Linked DNA regions of Ovis aries: region 2 is linked to region 1. Evidence: chromatin contacts called from public Hi-C data. All regions are on one chromosome and are shown on one strand. The core of a region is the stretch at or near the end of the contact, and the rest is flanking DNA. Distances in the headings are between cores, read along the strand shown. Region 1 holds the start of C18H15orf40 (chromosome 18 C15orf40 homolog). Region 2 has its middle 80 kb from the start of C18H15orf40.

What was found. Hi-C and Micro-C count contacts between places; a contact is called where the count stands out from the background.
Region 2: a Hi-C map of tail adipose tissue shows a contact between it and region 1, with 7 times the contacts expected there. The contact joins the enhancer-like site here to the promoter of C18H15orf40 in region 1. A contact is called at or near these places in 2 of 16 Hi-C or Micro-C datasets (omental adipose tissue and tail adipose tissue).

What each region holds. Positions count from the first base shown.
Region 1 is chr18:22,583,580-22,586,381 of ARS-UI_Ramb_v3.0, reverse strand. C18H15orf40 (chromosome 18 C15orf40 homolog) reads left to right here and starts at 1,538. Exons shown (of 4, transcript XM_004017776.6): 1 at 1,538-1,654. The coding sequence starts at 1,541.
Region 2 is chr18:22,663,465-22,666,164 of ARS-UI_Ramb_v3.0, reverse strand. No RefSeq gene overlaps it. Among named protein-coding and RNA genes, the nearest start is that of C18H15orf40, 80 kb to the right of the region's middle. Within about 2 kb of position 1,299, at least 6 of the 54 cell types and tissues checked have an H3K27ac peak or open chromatin away from gene starts, as enhancers often do. A contact at or near this core is called in tail adipose tissue, where this site is marked.

The DNA.
Region 1 (2,802 bases), core at 289-2,788:
ATTTTCTATTTTTTAAAAAAGTGTAATTACTCCAGTATCTATCCAACAAATTGTGATAATTTATTTGAGTTATCACATGGTCCTTCTTTTAGGGCCACATAAGTAGTACTTTAATTTGAGAGAAAAAAACTTTACCTAGAAATAGACAACCTTCAGTTCAGTTCAGTTCAGTTGCTCAGTCGTGTCTGACTCTTTGCGACCCCATGAATCTCAGCACGCCAGGCCTCCCTGTCCATCACCAACTCCCAGAGTTCACTCAGACTCACATCCATCGAGTTAGTGATGCCATCCAGCCATCTCATCCTCTGTCATCCCCTTCTCCTCCTGCCCCCAATCCCTCCCAGCATCAAAGTCTTTTCCAATGAGTCAACTCTTTGCATGAGGTGGCCAAAGTACTGCAGTTTCAGCTTTAGCATCATTCCTTCCAAAGAACACCCAGGGCTGATCTCCTTCAGAATGGACTGGTTGGATCTCCTTGCAGTCCAAGGGACTCTCAAAAGTCTTCTCCAACACCACAGTTCAAAAGCATCAATTCTTCAGCGCTCAGCTTTCTTCACAGTCCAACTCTCACATCCATACATGACCACAGGAAAAACCATAGCCTTGACTAGACAGACCTTTGTTGGCAAAGTAATGTCTCTGCTTTTCAATATGCTATCTAGGTTGGTCAAAACTTTTCTTCCAAGGAGTAAGCATCTTTTAATCTCATGGCTGCAGTCATCAACCTTATAGGATATTAAAGAGCCAGATCTTCAAATGCAGTATGTTTTAGACAAATCTTTTCCCTTTCAAGCCCTATCTGCTCCAAACCATCTCCTTTTTGCTTCCCTGTTCCAGTCATCGAAATTCAAAACCTGAAAACTGTCCCTTGAGCTAGACAACGCATCATTCCTAAGACAGCATGGTGCTATAGTATCCCAGCTCCAAAAGCTACACGGCTCATTACTCTTGCCTAGTTTGTACACTTGAAAAATCCATTTTCCATCTTCTCCATTGGCAAAAGCTAAGACAACATTGAGTTTTTAAAATCAACTTTACTAAAACCTGAACAAAATTAAAGAGAAAATAGGGACAAGTATAAACATTAATGATGGGTTTCCTGCCATTTGGATCATAAACCACCGCCACTTTTTTTTTTTTTAAATTATTTTAACCATTTGCAGTATCTCTTCATGGCTTCCCGGGAGGTACAGTGGTAAATAATCTGCCTGCCAATACAGGAGACCCAAGAGTCGTGGGTTCGATTCCTGGGTGGGGAAGATCCCCTGGAAGATGAAATGGTAACCCACTCCATTCTTGCCTAGAAAACTGCGTGGACTGTGGAGCCTGGCGGGCTACAGTCCGTGGGTTCTCGGAAGAGTCGGACACAACTTAACGACGTGTTATTCAGCAGTTCTTCAGGTCTTTCCAGGAAGAAGGAGTCTTGCTCCCGCCAGCCGGAAGGCGTCGCTCTCGTGCCCGAGCGGAGGCTCAGGCCAACGGGGCCGCTCCGCGCTGCTGCGTGCGCACGCGCAGAGGGCTCTTCCGGCGCCTGCCCGGGATGCGGCTGTTAGGCTACGGGTTGAGGCTGCTCGAAGCTGGGTCTGGTTCTCGGCCTGTCACCCGGCTCCCTTTGGGCGCCGACATGCCTAAGAAAGGTGGTGCGACGAACAAGGCCAGTGGCAATTCCCGTGGCCGCGGGAGGGTGGGCCGCAGGAATGCTGGTTGAGGAGCGCGGGAGAGAAGCGGGACACGCGGGTGGGTAGAAGCTCCGCTAACCGCTTGTTGTCCCCGAGTCCCAGGCCTCCTTCTCCCCACCCCACTCGGCTGCGCCGCCGGCCACCCGGAGAGGTCGAGCACCTGGGCCGGCGTCGCGCGTGCCTCTCCCCGAACCGTGACTGCCGCCCCTCCGGCCTCGCTCCCGCACTCCCAGGCTCGCGCTTCGTGTCCCGGCAGCGCGGTGTGGCCTGTACTCTTCCCTGGGAGGCTCTCGCCAGCGTTCAGTCCCCTTCCCATCCTCGACTGTCTTCCCACCCCTCCGTTGGGAACCCACCGCTTCCTGTTTCCCTCCCACTGTCTCTGCAGGGCCGACTCCGGTTGGTTCCTAAGACTCGGCTCTAAATTTGCTTCCTGCTGGGAGCTTCTCCGGCGTCCCGAGGCCGAGCTGCCTGCCTCCTCCTTTGCTGCGCGGTGATGCCCCGTGGGTGTGTGGTCGGCGCTCCTAGCATAGTGTACCAGTCCACAGTCCGGGCTCCTTGAGGACAAGAGCCATGTGTCTTTTATTCATCTTTACTCATCCTTTGCCTCCACACCCGCCTGGTGCGCAGTTTATGTTTGTTGAGTGGAAAGTTCCTAGTACAGCTTCTGACACATCAGCTTCCAGGTTGGCTCAGCGGCGACGAGTTCCCCTGCCAGTGCAGGAGACATAGCTGCGATTCGGGAAGATCCCCTGGAGGAGGAAGTGGCAACCCACTCCAGTATTCTAGTCTGGGAAATCCTATTAACAGAGGAGCCTGGCGGGCTACGGTCCATGGGGTCGGAAAGAGTCAGACGCAACTTCGCGGCTAAATAACAATAAGTCCTTTAAATACCAGTGTTGTTCCTTTTTTCTCCACCCTTCCCCCCATATAAACACTTCCAGCCGTGGTTGTTCACAAACGTTTAACTTGTGCTGCTTGAAATACAAAGATAAATAATAGTCGCTGCCCCTGAGGAATGGGAAATGCAAAGGAACCGGCTCTAAGGTTTACCAAGGCAGGAACAAAACAGGGGTTGATCGGGAGCCTTTGTGGAAGAATTGATTTGAGCCGTGAAAGATGTTGG
Region 2 (2,700 bases), core at 50-2,549, 80 kb before region 1:
ACATTCTTATTTCGTATAAGTAGTCGGGCTCATGATAATGTCCTATGAGTTTGTGGAGGTCTTAGATTTGAATCCCAAAGAATTCTTGACTGGGTCCCAGGGAACTCGGCCAGTCTAAACTTTGTCTCAGTTAGTCATGCATGGGTTGATTCTGGGACTATTGTATTTTTGTGCCTCTTGCTGGGAAGCCTGCAACAGAAATGTTTCACAATAAAATTTTGTATTTTCCCAGCCAGCCCCTTCTTTATCTGGCTGAGGGCAGAGGGAGTGGCTGGGGACTCTGGCTGCCTGGCTTGGGAGGAGCTTCCAATACTGTCAGTCCCGCCGCGGGGGCAGTGGGCACACTCCTGGGCTTTGCTGCAGGCGTCTCGGACGCCGCTGCTACCACAGGTGTCATGGGTGCCGTGGGTGTCTGGGGTGTGGCTGGTGTGTCTGGTGTTGCGAATGTCGCGGGCATCACACGTGCCACAGGTTTCACCAGTGCCCAGGCTGTTGGCCGTGCAGCGGGTGCAGCAGGTGTTGGGGATGTGGCAGGTGCCTCGGCCGGGAAGATGCCACCGGTGGAGGGAGTGGTCCCAGGGTCACTCGAGGCAGATGTGGTAGGTGAGGGAGTGGCAGTGTGTGTGATCTTTGAATTGCGGGTTGTCTCCCGCATCTGAATGGTTTCCCACAGGAACAGCCAGGCCGCTATAAGAGTGTACACCTCTGGGCATAGAGGCTGGAGTTTTAGAGTGCTGGAATTCTTCATGGCAGGCAACGGCTTCCCAGTGATGGCACAGGGCTCCACCTTGGGTCTATTCAAGCGTAGGCTCTCTGAGCTCTGGCTTTTGCTCCACCTCAAGCCCAGTGGCATCCCCAACTGTCACTTCTGGATCCTCTTCAGTGTGGTGGGAGTGGCTCCTCCTGGTCCATATTGACCAATGGATGCTGCCACAGATGGGGTAAAGTAGCTCTTCGTAGGGTTGAAGGTCAGCATGCTTGCCATTAAGTTACTTATTTCATACGATAAGTAGTTGCGCAAATGGTCATGCCCTATGAGGCCGTGGAGGTGCTGGATTTGAATACCGTATCCACTTGACCGGGACGCAGGGAGCCTGGCAGGTCTGACCTTTTGTCTCAGTTAGTCATGCAGGGGTTGTTCCTAGGACTATTGTATTTTTGCGCCTCATGCCGAGAAGACTGCAGCAGAAATGTTTCACAATAAATTTTGGTATTCTCCCAGCCAGCCCCTTCTTTTTCTGGCTGAGGGCGGAGGGAGTGGCTCAGGACTCTGGCTGCCTGGCTTGGGAGGAGCTTCCAACAGTGTGGGTCTTACTCAGGCTGCAGTGGGTACCCTCCCGGGCTTTGCCGCAGGCTTCTTGGGTGCCCCTGGTGCCAAGGGTGTTTCGGGTGCTGCTGGTGTCTCAGGTCGCTGGGGGGGCGCTGGCGCCTCTGGTGTTAGAGAATGGCACCGACGGTGCACGTGCCATGGGTGTCTCTGGTGCCCCGTGTGGGGGTGTCTAGGGTGTGGCCAGCGTCGGGCGTGCACTGGGCGCAGTGGGTGTCAGGGCTGCGGCGGGTGCCTCGGCTGGGCTAGACACCGCTGGAGGGAGTGACCGCAGAGTAACACGAGGCAGATGCTGTAGGTGGGAGAGGTAGAGTCAGTGATCTTGGAATCTCGGTTTGCCTCCTGCACCTGAATGGTCTCCCACAGGAATAGCAGGGTCGGTATGAAGGTGCACACCTCAGGGCGTAGCAGCCGGGGTTTTTGAGTGCTGGAATTCTTCATGGCAGGCGATGGCTTCACAGTGATGGCATGGGGCCTCACCCTGGGACTACTCAGGCTCAGGCTTCTGACTTCTGGCTCTGGTCCCACATCGAGCTCAGAGGCATCCACACTGTCACCTTCTGATCCGCTTCACACAGTGGCGGGAGTGGCTTTTCCTGGCCCATCTTGATGGATGCATGCTGCTGAAGACAGGGTAAAGTAGCCCTGCTTTTAAGGGTGAGGATCAGCATGCTTGCCATCACATTCTTATTTCATTTGATAAGTAGTTGGGCACACGTTAATGCCCTATGAGGCCGTGGAGTTCTGGATTTGAACCCCATAGTCCACTTGACCGGGTCTAAGGGAGCTCAGAAGGTCTGAACTTTTGCCTCAGTTAGTCATGCAGGGGTTGTTTCTGGGACTATTGTATTTTTGTGCCTCTTGCCGGGAAGCCTGCAACAGAAACGTTTCACAATAAAATTTCGTATTCTCCCAGCCAGCCCCTTCTTTATCTGGCTGCCTGGCTTGGTAGGAGCTTCCGAAGGTGCCAGGCACACTCAGGGGATGCTGAGTACACGCCTGGGCTTTGCTGCAGGTGTCTGGGGTGCCCCTGGCGTCACGGGTTCGTGGGTGCCGCGGATGTCTCTGGCGCTGCCCGTGTGTCAGTTGTTGCTCGTCGCTGTCGTCCTGCGCGCCGCGTGCGCTGCTACTTCCCTGGGTGTCGGGGGTGCTTTGGGTGCATCAGGTTTCAGGTGTGTGGCAGGTGCCTCGGGTGCTGAAGATGTTGCTGATGAAGGGAGTGGCCGCAGGGTCACATGAGACTGATGGGGTGGGTGGGGGATTTGTAGGGTTGGTGATCTTTGAATCGTGGGTTGTCTCCTGCATCTGAATGGTCTCCCACAGGAATAGCCAGGACGAAATGAAGGTGGACACCTCAGGGCTTGGAGGCTGGA